Linked DNA regions of Mus musculus: all the other regions are linked to region 3. A link is a contact called in public HiChIP or PLAC-seq data. All regions are on one chromosome and are shown on one strand. The core of a region is the stretch at or near the end of the contact, and the rest is flanking DNA. Distances in the headings are between cores, read along the strand shown.

What was found. HiChIP or PLAC-seq counts read pairs in DNA pulled down with a chosen protein or histone mark.
Region 1: a contact with region 3 is called in an H3K27ac HiChIP or PLAC-seq map of embryonic stem cells, with 10 read pairs. The contact joins two enhancer-like sites. A contact is called at or near these places in 4 of 15 datasets of contacts at CTCF or cohesin (CD8 T cells, the NIH/3T3 cell line, large pre-B cells and 1 more), 7 of 484 Hi-C or Micro-C datasets (the AML12 cell line, MC3T3-E1-derived osteoblasts, bone marrow-derived macrophages and 4 more), 8 of 115 datasets of contacts at active chromatin or transcription factors (CD8 T cells, astrocytes, embryonic stem cells and 3 more) and 3 of 9 other capture datasets (adipose tissue, liver and pancreatic islet).
Region 2: a contact with region 3 is called in an H3K27ac HiChIP or PLAC-seq map of embryonic stem cells, with 9 read pairs. The contact joins two enhancer-like sites. A contact is called at or near these places in 1 of 484 Hi-C or Micro-C datasets (nephron progenitors), 3 of 115 datasets of contacts at active chromatin or transcription factors (double positive thymocytes and embryonic stem cells) and 2 of 9 other capture datasets (adipose tissue and pancreatic islet).

Annotation. Positions count from the first base shown.
Region 1 is chr7:80,919,193-80,923,984 of GRCm38.p6, forward strand. Sec11a (SEC11 homolog A, signal peptidase complex subunit) reads right to left here. Exons shown (of 6, transcript NM_019951.1): 4 at 3,909-4,028. All of the region lies in intron 2 of Gm51451 (a long non-coding RNA gene), which reads left to right. Among named protein-coding and RNA genes, the nearest start is that of Gm51451, 11 kb to the left of the region's middle. Within about 2 kb of position 1,264, at least 99 of the 459 cell types and tissues checked have an H3K27ac peak or open chromatin away from gene starts, as enhancers often do. A contact at or near this core is called in embryonic stem cells, where this site is marked.
Region 2 is chr7:81,092,556-81,096,881 of GRCm38.p6, forward strand. It overlaps Alpk3 (alpha-kinase 3), which reads left to right. Exons shown (of 14, transcript NM_054085.2): 6 at 1-1,629; 7 at 2,352-2,499; 8 at 2,847-2,974; 9 at 3,103-3,138. All of the region lies in intron 2 of Gm51490 (a long non-coding RNA gene), which reads right to left. Among named protein-coding and RNA genes, the nearest start is that of Gm51490, 17 kb to the right of the region's middle. Within about 2 kb of position 1,991, at least 9 of the 459 cell types and tissues checked have an H3K27ac peak or open chromatin away from gene starts, as enhancers often do. A contact at or near this core is called in embryonic stem cells, where this site is marked.
Region 3 is chr7:81,017,222-81,021,565 of GRCm38.p6, forward strand. All of the region lies in intron 2 of Zfp592 (zinc finger protein 592), which reads left to right. Among named protein-coding and RNA genes, the nearest start is that of Zfp592, 26 kb to the left of the region's middle. Within about 2 kb of position 2,985, at least 7 of the 459 cell types and tissues checked have an H3K27ac peak or open chromatin away from gene starts, as enhancers often do. A contact at or near this core is called in embryonic stem cells, where this site is marked.

The DNA.
Region 1 (4,792 bases), core at 14-2,513, 100 kb before region 3:
TCCTTTATCTCATTCTTTATCACTGCAGCATTTGTACCAACTCTCCTGCCCTTCTCTCCTCTTTTTCTGACACTGCTTTCTTTTCTGTGATTAACAGATCCAACTTTCTGGTTTCCCAAAGTCATCTCTATTAAGTAGTTTTAGTTGGTACAGTATTAGTTTCATTTCTAAAAATTTTATTACATGCTACAAGATGAATTAACCTTGAAAATTAGGATAGGTAAGAGAAACCAAACGCAGAAGACCACAACTGTGATACTGTCTACACAAGACACCCCACGAGCCATGCCTACACTGCAGGTTAGCACTGTCAGCAGCTGCAGGAAGAAGGGCGTGGCCTGCGCCTGCTAAGAGTGTCGAGAGAAATGATCTGGAATTAGATAGTAGTGTTGGTTGCACAAACTTGTAGATATACTAAAATCTGTGAACTATGCCCCTTAAAATAGAGACTCTTACATGTGAATTCTGTTTCAGTAACATTTTTAGACATAATCGGCTCAGAACCATTGGTGTCAGTGTGGAGTAAACCAGAAACCCCCCTTTTTTCACTGAGAGGTAGCTGTACCACAGACCAGGCTCACCTGAAAGAGTGAGGTACAGCTCGACTCTGAGATATCAGCTTAGTGTTTTACAAATACAATTTCCACAAAGGAAGGTGACTCATTACATTAGGTGTCGAGCTCAGAGGCAGGAGAGTCGATGAGAAGTGAGTTGGGCAGAAAAGCCTGTCTGCCAGCTGTCCACGTCCCAGGTGGTTTATATTTCATAGAATCAATACTTAACTCACATTATTACATTTTTTATTAAAAGCCACTAAAGGGTTTATACTGCCAAAATTGAGATTTTAGTTTAAATTTTATATAGTTTAGAACTTTAAAAAAATTCTTCAAAAAGAAGTTCCTAGGGAGGAAGCCTGAGTACTCTAACCTGGAAAATAATATGTCTTTTTTTTTTTTAACCCAACCCAGGGCTGCCTAGGCAGCCACAGTGACAGACAAAGAAGAACCAAATGCACACAAAGGGACATTCTTACACAGAAGAAGCACACAGAAAGAATTTGTCAAAAAGTGTTAAAATGTGCATATTCTTTACTTAGTAACTGTTTTTTATATTTTTACTGGGAAGACTGGGTAGAACTACTGGATATATCTAACAACAGCAGTGTTCACAAAAGCAAACTAGAAATAGTGCTAACCAGGGCCAATGCTAGGACAGCCAGTAGCCATCTGAGCTTCCCAGGGACTGGAGAGCTAGCTCTGTGAGTGATGATAAGTGTATTGATGTGTAAGTACACTAATGGCCTTGGAGTGAAAAGGTCATTACATGTACAATAGTGTGACTATTCTCTTATATAACAAATGTTGTCAGGCGTGGTGGTGCACGCCTTGAATCCCAGCACTTGGGAGGCAGAGGCAGGTGGATCTCTGAGTTTGAGGCTGGCCTGGTCTACAGAGTGAGTTACACAGCGAAAACCTCTCAAAAAATTAATGGCAGTGGAAGAAAGTAAAGCAACCCCACTTTCCAGTGACTGGGTGCCACGCACTCAGGTCGAGTCAGCTTGACAGGCTGTGAAGCCTAAAAGCCACTCACGAGGCAGAGAGTTTCAAGGAAGCTCACCTCCTGGAGTTTATCCATATACTCATATTCTATTCCCGAATTAGTCTGGTGTATGGATCTACGAGCTCTCTTTTAATATTTTATTATAAATGCCTTTTAAGATTAAATTCTGTTATAGTTAGTCTCCCCAGTGTTCCAAGATCCCAGAAGCTGCCCGAGCTTAGAATCCTGTGAGAAGGCAGTAAGGAAGTTAACCTATTCAGTAACTAACTAAGCATTACAATAGACAGAGCCAGTGGCTCAACTGGTCTGCAGAAAGAGCCAGGGAATCTCATTGAGATAGAAATCTTCAGTAAGGCTACATTGCATATTAAAAACAAGTTGGTATATTCTCCTGACAAATGGAGATTCTCCAGATACTTAAAAGTTACACTCATATAAGAATTTAGCAAGGCCTAGGAAATTAGGGGGGTTGTGATACTGCATTATTCTTGAGGTCTGCCAAGAGAAGAACCCCCTGGTGCTAGCCTTCACAAGGTTCAAAGGTATGACACTAGAGTGTGAAACTCTTGCCTGTCACTAAGCTGACCCTAGGTAGGACTGCTTTATCTTTACTGTAAACATTTACCTGGTTCCTGTAAATCCTTTTGAAGTCATTCCTTTGTTTTGTACCTGGTAACGGCAATGTACCTTGCCTGCTGTGACTTCCAACCCCTTGCATTCTCTGTACTATAAAAAGTTCGATGCTCGACCTGACATTACATTCAGGTTCTACACAACCTCTCCTGTGTGCATCTGTCTGTCATCTCATCCAACGCTTTGCCCACCTGTGACTAGAGACCTGTTCCACGCAGACATAGGGACCCAGAGGGTCTGCGGCAACTGGGGCTTCCTTGTTATTCTAAATGTACCTGCAGGTTTACAACTCGAGGAAAAACAAACACTAAAGAGATGGAGGAGTCTGAAAATGATAGGCGCATCTTTGGGAATGAGGAAATTTGGAAATCTATTTCTCAAAGCCACTGATGACCTAATGTAGATTGTGTTTAGCTTGAACATAGGATATAAAAGTTCCCCTTAAGTTGTACACACACACACACACACACACACACACACACACTCGCAGACAAAACAACACAGTAGTCCTTGTTCTGATCTGGGATTCCTTTACATTTCTCATACTACAATTGAATAAACTTCCTTTCAGAAACAGCCACCTGTTCTGCACAGCATAGTGTCACAGTGAGGTGACAGTACATGCTTGATTTATGCAGTAAGGAGGGGATGCTCAGACATCAGTAAGAATGCTGTGAAGCACCTAAACAGAGAACCAGCACCCACCCACCCACGTGAGGGACACCAGGCCAGCCACTTAAATCCACCACCAGCGTGATCTTAGATACATAACATGGCTTGTCTGAGTTTCCTCATCTGCAGAATGGAAATCTTAGAATTGTTTGAAGGTTAAAATGAAGCAATATTTATAAGGCACATATAATGAGTCTGGAACTAGCAAGCCCTAATAAAGGTGAGTTATTGTTAATACTATTAATACATTAAAGTAGTAAGTCCATACTTCCTTACACCAGTAACTTACAATTCCTGTCCTCCACTGATCTGTTCTCCTGATAATATCTGAAATAAACAGGCTTAATATAATTTAAAAATTTCATTTGATCTCATCAACTTCAAGCCTGAAATAAAACAATATAGGCTATATTAACACAATAAGACTAATTCATAGGAACAATTTAAATTGACTAAGACTTTAATAACTTGTTTCATGAAGCAGTAATACTATTCTGAAACCTAATAGCCTAGCCAAGTACAGATATCAATGCTCCTTGGGTGAATTGAATACATGATTCTTATTTTTAGAGCAAGGGTCTCAGGTAGCCAGCTAGCCTTAAACTCAGCGGCTTCTGGGATCTTGGAACACTGGGGAGACTAACTATAACAGAATTTAATCTTAAAAGGCATTTATAATAAAATATTAAAAGAGAGCTCGTAGATCCATACACCAGACTAACATGGGCTTCTTAGTGAGTCTGGCCTTGAACTCTGGTCCTCTTGGTCTACCTCTCAGGAGCTGGAATTACAGGTATGTAGCACTGCACCTGGCCAATATTTTAATTGTGATATCCACTATGCCATCTCAGCACTAGCATTTGACTCTCTTATTGCACCCCATTCCTGCCCTACGACTTAAGTGAACTTTAAGATTTATATCTTCTAAAGGACAAAAAGGTGACTTGGCATAACCAGGACCAACAGTTATGCACCCAGTCATACACAGTAAGACCATGTTTAAAGTAATACGAAAAGCCCATGACATTCCCTTGGGTACTCACCCTCTTGCTCTCCCCACAACATCTTTCTTCTCCAGCCAGTGTTGTCCTTGTTTATAGAGACCTCGGTCATCAACAGCATTATTATCTCCTTTGGTTAAAAACTTGATATGCCCATCTTGCCTTAGGAATAAGGAAACACAAGTCACCAAACACCCTCATGGCATTGAGTGTACAGCATCAGCTCTTGTTACCAAGCACTAGGAACTCATCATGCCTAATAGCAATTCTTTAATTGGCTAACAGAGTGCTGACAGCTGGACTGCTCAAATAGAGAGAGCTGAGAAGTGAGTGGTGAAGGAGCCGGCTGCACTACACCAGTGTGACCAACACTGCCACAGAGAGTGTGACAGTAGATGACATGCAAGTTTTACACCGTGAGGAGAAGATTAACTAGCATATAAAATAAATCTCAATTTATATTACAAAATACACAACCTATTTTCTAATATACAAATACAGAACACATTAAATTACCCATCAGGAAGTAACTGTCCAGTGAAGACTGTAGTTCCCTTAAGAAACATGAACATTTCTGCCTGAGACAAAGAATGTTGGAAGAGGAACCTCCAGATAAAGTAACAGTCTGTACTGTGCAGCGGTGAGCTGGCACATCAGGTAATGGCATTTGCCACCAAGGCTAACAACCAGAATTTGGTGGCCAGAAACCACCCAGTACAAGGAAAGAACCAATTTCCCCAAGTTGTTCTCTGACCTCCATATGCACTAGCAGTGACTCCCAAACAAAGAAATGTAATTTAAAAACATTCCAAGTGTCCATTAAAGCCACATCAACCAGCTGCAGCCGAGGACCTTATTTGATCTAAGTTCAAATAAACAGTCATTATGAAACTGGCAAGTTGAACAACTAGAGAGTTAATAATCTT
Region 2 (4,326 bases), core at 741-3,240, 74 kb after region 3:
CTGGAGACGCAAGGATACAGGAGGAAGAAAAAGAGACACAGTCAGCAGCAGGCAGCATTCCTGTAGCTTTCGAAACCCAATCAGAGCAGTTGTCCATGGCCAGCCTCAGCTCACTTCCTGGAGCTCTCAAAGGCTCACCATCAGGATGCCCTAGAGAGTCCCAGGCTATAGAATGTTTTGAGAAGAGCACAGAGGCACCCTGTGTCCAAGAAAGATCTGACTTGATGCTGCGGTCTGAAGAGGCAGCCTTCAGAAGCCATGAGGATGGGCTGCTAGGCCCCCCATCAGGGAACCGTACCTACCCAACACAGTTGCCTCCCGAGGGGCACTCAGAGCATTTGGGAGGACAAACACATCAAAGGTCAGAGCAAGAGGACAGCCTGTCTCAGTGCCCCAAGAAGGAGCAGCCCCAGGAACCGCTTCATGTGGGTCTCTCTGGTGGGCATTCAACTGGCTTGAGTCAGGAGGTGCCTGCCATGCCTTCTCTTCCTGGGACGGGCCTAACCAGTAGTCTGCAGGAGGAGCTACCAGGCACCGCAGCTTCTCTGCACACAAACACAGATGTCCCCCTCCCCTCCAGGGACCAGGACTTTCCGAGTTCTGCTCCCACTCTGCAATTGGGGCCAGGGTCCCCCACTCAGAGTCACCCACCAGAAGCCATGGCTACTAGCAGTGAGGGAGCCTGTGCCAAGGAGCCAAATGTGGACGGGAGGTCCTCAGGTACCCGGAGCTGTGACCCTGGCCTTATAGATTCCCTGAAGAACTACTTGCTTCTGCTGCTGAAGCTATCCAGTCCAGAGACAAGTGAAGCCAGGGCCGAGTCCCAGGAAGTGGCAGACACCGGGGGCTTAACCTCCTCCTCTACTCTGGTCCCCACCATGGAGGTGGCTGGGCTGAGTCCCAGGACGTCGAGGCGAATCCTGGAACGCGTGGAGAACAATCACTTAGTGCAGAGTGCACAGACCCTGTTGCTGAGCCCCTGCACCTCCCGCCGCCTTACTGGCCTTCTGGACCGTGAGGTACAGGCTGGCCAGCAGGCTCTGGCTGCTGCCCAGTGCTCTCGGGGCCCGTGCCCCACCCCCCTCACCATCCCTGCCATTGTGGTGGGTGAGGAAGGATCTGCGGGAGAGGATTCCGAGGAGAGGACTTCGCAGGAAAGTGACAAGAAGGGACTGCTAGGGGAAGTGGAGGGGCACACAGTGGAAAGCAGAACCCAGGAGCCCTGCCAAGAAGAAGCAATGCCAGGGGAGGCTTTGACGGGTCTCCCTGCAGCTACACCCGAGGAACTGGCTCTGGGGGCCCGGAGGAAGAGGTTCCTCCCTAAGGTCAGAGCAGGGTCAGATGGAGAGGCAAACAAGGCTGAAGAAAGGGAGAGCCCCACGGTTTCCCCCCGGGGACCCAGGAAGGGCCTGACACCTGGGTCACCAGGGACTCCAGGGCGGGAGAGACGGTCCCCTACCCAGGCCCGAAAAGCCAGCATGTTAGAGGTGCCTGGCGCAGAAGAAGAGCCTGCAACTGGAGACTTGGTCTCCAGATCCAAAGACAGTGGCCTGGACTCAGAGCCTGCGGTGGATGAAGGCAAGCAGGAAGCTCTGGCCAAGCAAAGGAAAGCTAAGGACCTGCTAAAAGGTGAGTGCCAGGAGCGGGGCAGGGGAAGCTGTCAACACAGGGCCCTACTGTGAGTACCACCCTGTGAGGGGCACCTCCCTGCTAAGAGGCAGTAGTTCCTTGAGAAACAGCACTGCAGGAGCTATCTGAGGGGCCTAGAGCGCCAGGAAGGGAGGTGACAGTGACGGGGCACTGTCAGGGGTAAAGGCCAGGGAGAGATCTAGTGAAGGGAGGGCCAGGTATTGTTGGACCTTCTTTGCTCTCAGCATTCCAGAAACTAAGGCAGGAGGCTGAAAGTTCAAGGTCAGCTTGTACTACTCAGGGAGACCCTGTCTGAAAACCAGATCAAACAGGAACAAAGCATGCAAACAAAGGCCCAGCTCAGCACAGGCCTTGGCTTCAGGGGCCTCCGGGGCCCCACCATCACCTCTGCCTTTATGGACTTGTTCCATGGTGATCCCACAGCCAAGATAAGACTCAGAGGCAGGTTCAGAGAGAATGCAACAGCCAATGCAAAAGCCTCTCTTGACTGCTTGTCTCTGTGAACGTGCTTAGCCTTGAGTCCCTATGTCCTGTCTCCCTGCCTCCCACCCTGGTTAAGGTACGTGCTCTCCAGCACAAGCACCTTATAATGCTCAGGCTGTTCCCTAAGGATACCCAAGGATGCAATGGGTGTGACCCGAGAGGGCAAGGGTGGTAGGAGTCGGTCGGCTTCTGTCTTGTAACAGGGCTCCTGTTCTCAGCCCCACAGGTGATCCGGAAAATTCGGGTGGAACAGTTTCCAGATTCTTCTGGTAGTCTGAAGCTTTGGTGCCAGTTTTTCAACATTGTTAGTGACTCAGTCTTGACATGGGCGAAGGATCAGCACCCAGTGGGCGAAGTGAACAGGAGGTAAGCTGTCTGGAGAGCACCGCCACCTGCCCGGGCTCCGCAGTTACAGTCATGTTGGGGACTAGCATCTTGAACCCGTCCCCTCATTTTGTCCTCACACTAGTCCCAGTGAGTGAGTCTCTTATTTCAAGTGGAGATCAGAAAATTGAAACTCAGAGGTCTTAAATCATGGGTCTCAAGTCACACAGCAAGTAAGTGTCACCTGTGTGATTGAGGACCGGTTTCTGACCTGGAACCTCTCACCACCTTCCCAGGGCTCCCAGAGCCTGGGTTCCCAGCAGCCTGTGAGAGTTGGGTCGAAGGCCCTGGGTGATGACCCTCACGAGAAGGGTCTCCGCTCTCTGCAGTGCAGGGGACGAGGGGCCAGCGGCTTTGGCCATCGTGCAGGCGTCTCCCACGGACTGTGGTGTGTATCGCTGTACCATCCAAAACGAGCATGGCTCAGCGTCCACTGACTTCTGCCTCAGCCCCGAGGGTGAGTGTTCTGTGGATCTCAGCTGGCCTGGCCTTGCATTGTGGGAGGCAGCGCTGTGCTGTGCAGGGATGGGGCTCTGCCCAAATAGACAGCCTGAAGACAGTAGCACTCTCTTTTTCTCCACATAGTATTGTCCGGCTTCATCTCCAGAGAGGAAGGTGAAGGTATGTTGGCCCTCTGGTAGGGGGGCATGTCTTCATGCCGTGGCCCACCCTTGGCAGGGTTTCTGTCCTTAGGGGCATACAATCCTCCCTAAGTCTGCATGCTGTTCCTCTTTGCTGCCAGTTTAAGACATGGCTTGTGGGGGGTGATGGAGGGCTGGTGTTTCTAAAGACTGTGGAGGGAGATGAGCTGGGGTGGGGGTAGGGTGGGGTGTGGGGTCACTTAGCAGGAGTCAATGCAGCCCTCTGTCCCCTTCAGAGTCCTTGAAGGACATGACAACCACCAAGACCAAGACCCAGAATTTCTCCCAGTGCCCTGTGGACTTGGGCGTTAGAGCCACAGATAGTCTGCTGCGAGCCCAACGGCTTCTCAGCCCCTTGTTCAAGCATCCTGAATGCCTAGGAAAGAAATATGCATTTCCCACAGCTCTTTGGAGATTGTGAGATACATACCCTCAAGTTGGCTGTTTGCTTCAGGACATTTCACTGTGTAGCCTGAGCTGCCCTGGAACCCATTATGCAGACCCGGTTGGTCTCAAACTCACAGAGATCCACCTGCCTCTGCCTCCTAAATTCTGAGATTAAATGTGTGTGCCACCATGCCTGGTTATCCCCAGCATTTGACAAGCACTTCAAGGGTTTCCCTGTTGGAGGAGAGTGCTGTAAAGTCTCTGTGTTCAGTTGTCTGGTTGCATTTAATCTCTATCGAACTGAACCACATCCGGGCTAGGTACGGACGTGCATGCCTGTAATCCCAGCACTTTGAGCCAGAATCTAGAGAATTATCATAAATTTCAGGCCAGTATGATCTGCGTAGTGAATTCCAACCCATCCTGGACTATAGAATGAGACCCTGTCTCAACAACAACAAAGTCAAAGAAACTAAAACCTCAACCAAATTAAGAACTTAGGAATTCTTTAATATCATCCAGTGTTCACATTCCCCAGCTGTGTCCGTGAGTTGGCTTGAATCAGCAACCACTGTTAATTTGTCTCCTGTGTTGTCTAATGTACTGTTCCTCCCCCTTGTTTGTTTTCTCTCTTGCCATTCATTTGTTGAAGTCACTTAATACATAGAATTTCTGTGTGTGCATGTGTGTGTCTATATGTGAGTAGGTATTTGTACATGTGTGTGTGTATATGTGTGTGTCTATATGTGAGTAGGTATTTGTACGTGTGTGTGTGTGTGTG
Region 3 (4,344 bases), core at 1,735-4,234:
CAAAGGGAAGAAAAAACTCCATATATTCAATGTCAAGTCTTAGCTATTTAGAGCTTTTCTTTTTCTTTCTTTCTGTTTCCTCTGTATTTAAATGTTTGTTTTAACACACACACACACACACACACACACACACACACGTATATATGGCTTTTTGTGTGTGTGTATTCAGGTACATGCTAGGTATGTCCTCTTCTGTTCAGGTACTTAGCCCTGTGTATGTTTTACCTCTATAATAACTTGAATGTATTTTCTGACTATTGAGTCATCTCATAGTTGTCTACATTTTTTTTAAAAGCAAAATACTGCTCTTTTCTGTTATTTGGATGAACAAGCTTCCACTTTTGTTATAGACCCTTCTTTCCCCCCAAATCTTTATTTCTCTAAAATTCCATGGTTATAATCTCTGCCTTCCATTCTCCAGTCTGTTTTGTGTGTGCACATGTGCATGTTTGGCTGCAAGCACCTTTACCCATTGAATCATTTTGGTGGCCCTTCCCTCGTATGTGTTTTGTAATTTCACTCTGATTTCTCAGGACCGTTTCCTGCACTGGTATACCTTTTCTTCTTTTCTCCCTTTCCCTTCCATGTCTGTTGTAGTACTGGAGATTGAATTAGGGCTTTGCACATGCTAGGCAAATGTTTTACCACTGAATACCACCCTAAGCCCGTTTTCTGCTTTTTATTTTGAGATAAAGCCTTACTAAGTTGCCTGGGCAAGCCTTGAATGTGCAATGAAAAAGCGATGCTGTGTTTTAAGGGGCTATTCTAAACTGATATCTAGTTGTCTTAACTAGGGTTTCTTTTTTTGTATGTTTGTTTTTTGTTTTTTGAGACAGGGTTTCTTGTATAGCCCTGGCTGTCCTAGAACTCACTTTGTAGACCAGGCTGGCCTCAAACTCAGAAATCCTCCTGCCTCTGCCTCCCGAGTGCTGGGATTAAAGGCGTGCGCCACCACGCCCTTTCTTTTTCTGTGATAAATACCATGACCAAAAGCAACGTGAGGAAGAAAGGGTTTATTTCATCTTCTAGCTTATGAGTCTATCATAGAAGGAAGGCAGGGCAAGAACCGATACAGAGGCCATGGAAGAGCGCTGCTGGCTGCCTTGCTTCTTATGGCTTGCTCAGCCTGCTTTCTTAGGACACCCAGGACCAGCAGCCCAGGGATGACACCATCCGTAGTGAGCTGGCCCTCCTACATCAATCGTCAGTCAAGAAAACCAATTACACGCTTGCCCATACGCCAATCTAGTGGGGCAGTTTCTCAGTTGAGGTGCTCTCTCCTATAATAGTCTTGCTTGTACCAAGTTCACATGAAGCTAGTCAGTACAGCTGACCTCTTTATATATGAACAGCATTGTTTAAATTCATTATTCTAAATATATAATGTGAGATCATGGTTCAAAAAAATCAAGGTTTTGTCCCTTTTTTTTATTGTTGTTTTCTAGGTTAATAATTTCTGAGAATTCAGTCCATGATCAGTTTGCCTTGTTGCTTTGGGCCTGAGACAAAGCAACATAACTTGATTGAGGAAACTTGTGGTAGAGTAACTGATCTCATGGCCTCTGTGAAACAAAAATGGGCTAGGAATGAAATATCCCCTTCAAAAGTGCCTCTAGTCTGACTTCCTTCTCCTAAGCGTCATCACCGTTCAGTACAGCCATGGTTGCTAACCAAGCTTTCAAAATGCCAATCCTTGGGAGATATTTAAGATCCAAAGCATAGCAGATAATCCCATGGGTTGAGATCCATCATTTTAGGGAACTTATGAAAGCATTAAACTTGATACTAGAATTGGTCAGTGAGTTAACATCTTTTTATTTTTTTTGTAGTTATCTAGAAATGACAGTCACATCCATGTGCACAAATGGACATGTATGTATCCATATGGTGTATATTCACTCAGATCCTATGGTGTTCAGTTGCTATGTTTTAATGTAGGATTTTGCTAAAGGCAAGAAATTCTACCTTCTAATTTTGCTATAGTCGTATAAAATTATATATTATTTTTATCTTTTAAAGAATTCTAATTGGTCAGTTACACTTGGTGAGAATCCATTCAAAATTAAGATGTTTTTTATTCCTTACTAAAGTATTTGGTAAAAGTTCCTAGAAAAACTAGTAGATCCTAGAGGAAGTTGTAATTGTAGTTTTTGCTTATGTATTGTTAAATTGCTCTTCTAACAGGTCACATAAATTATTACTTATATATGATTTTTACCAAAACTCTGTAACACTTGGGAGTATTACTTTATTTATTTATTTATTTATTTATTTATTTATTGAGACATGGTTTCTCTGTGTAGTCTTGGCTGTCCCAGAACTCACTCTGTAGATAGACCATGCTGGGTTTGACTTAAGATCTGTCTCTGCTTCTAGAATTCTGGGATTAAAGTGCGACACCACTGCCCTGCTAAGAAAGAGAACTGTGAAGCAAGCTCTCCTGTAGCGCTCAGGCTGACCTCAGACATAACTGCAACTGGCCTTGACCTCCTGACCCTCCAGCTTCCACCCACCCACCACACCTATCTTTGTTTTGTTTTTTCTGAGACAGGGTTTCTCTGTGTGGCCCTGGCTGTCCTGGAACTCACTTTGTAGACCAGGCTGGCCTCGAACTCAGAAATCTACCTGCCTCTGCCTCCAGGTGCTGGGATTAAAGGCATGCGCCACCATGCCCGCAGTTTTGTTATTTTTTGAGATGAAGTCTTGCTATAGCTCAGGCTAGCCTTCTCTTAATCTCCTACCTCAGCCTTCCCGAGAGGTGAGACTGTAGGTACACACTAGCACTCCTGTACTAGCTAACTGACTTCTAGCAAATATATTTTATGTCTGATCATTTTCTGCAAACCCATGACGAATTCCTGTGGGAGAACTGAAGCGGAAACTTAAGGGTTTTTTAGAAAGTCATTTGTGTTGGATGGTGTTTGCTGGGGCAAACATGTGAAGAAATGTTTAGTTAGAATGGACTCAGATGAAAGGCTAAGACACTTGTGAAAGAATGTTTCACTAACACAGACAGGTAAAATGATGTTTTACTAAAACAAGCATGCAGAAGGACATATGATGAAAGATTCTTTGCTATCAACAGGCACATATTGTTCTACCTTACATTACATAGTTGAACTATGTTTGTAAAAACATACCAAAAAACCTTTGGTGGTGTGCTACAGTTTCTTACTACTTCCTTGGACTCGGGTTGATTGGCAGAGTGAAGTCAGCCGAAACAAGTCACATGCTGAGACAAGGGGGAATATGAAAAGGACAAACATGGGGGGCGGATCCTGGCTTACTTAGGTAGCGGACGCTTGTCGCTCTCACGTCTTCACTGATCTGTGCTCCCTCAGTGAAGGGAGGCAGAGCAGAGAACTTTCCTGGCGTTCTTATTGGCGCTGGTCCCTCCTGCTGACTCTAGCCGAGGCTGAGGCCTGGCTATTCCTGCTAGGTCTTGCCACCGTTGGTGCTAACCCCACTCTACCAAACTGGACTGCTAATATTTCAGTTAAGTGTTTACGAGTGGATCGAGCTGCTGCTGCTAACCTGTGAACTAAACTGCCAATTTTCAGACAACACAGACTGGAGTTGTTTCAAAGAACCATTTCTAAACAGGTCTACCTTTCCTGTATCCTTTCTTTTCCACTACCTTTAGTGGGTGGTGGACTAAAAGTTAGTGTTTCAAAACCATCATTAAAAATAGTCATTAAAGTCGGGCGTGGTGGCACACACCTTTAATCCCAGCACTTGGGAGGCAGAAGCAGGTGGATTTCTGAGTTCAAGGTCAGCCTGGTCTACAGAGTGAGTTCCAGGACAGCCAGGGCTACACAGAGAAACCCTGTCTTGAAAAACAAAACAAAACAAAACAACCAATAAATAAATAAATAAATAAATAAATAAATAAATAAATAAAACCACAAAAAATTGCCATTAAAAAATTAAAGTTATAGAGAATATTACTTACTCTGATGTAATAACTCTTCATCAAACCCTTGTCCTTTTCTGAAGGACACTGGGCTCCAGCAAATGGTTTACTCCCGACCATTGTGTGCTTTTCCCCAGCACTGCAGGACCAATCGGTCCCACCTTTCTTCAGCTTTCTCCCCTTAGGCATTGAAAGGCAGGAAGAAATGGAGGGAGGAAGCGTCTGAAGCAAAGGTCCCAAAGCATTTCTTCGTAGTTATGCTGCCCTGCACATCAGTTCGCTTGGCAGTCGGATGCTGGGATCTGCCTGTTGTTTAAGGACTCCAGCACCTAGTCCAGGAGACAAATATCTGTTCAATTGAAAACTTTAATCTCATTCCAGTGAGGCAGTCTGCTGACCCTGATTAAATAATTGCTATTTTATTTATCCAT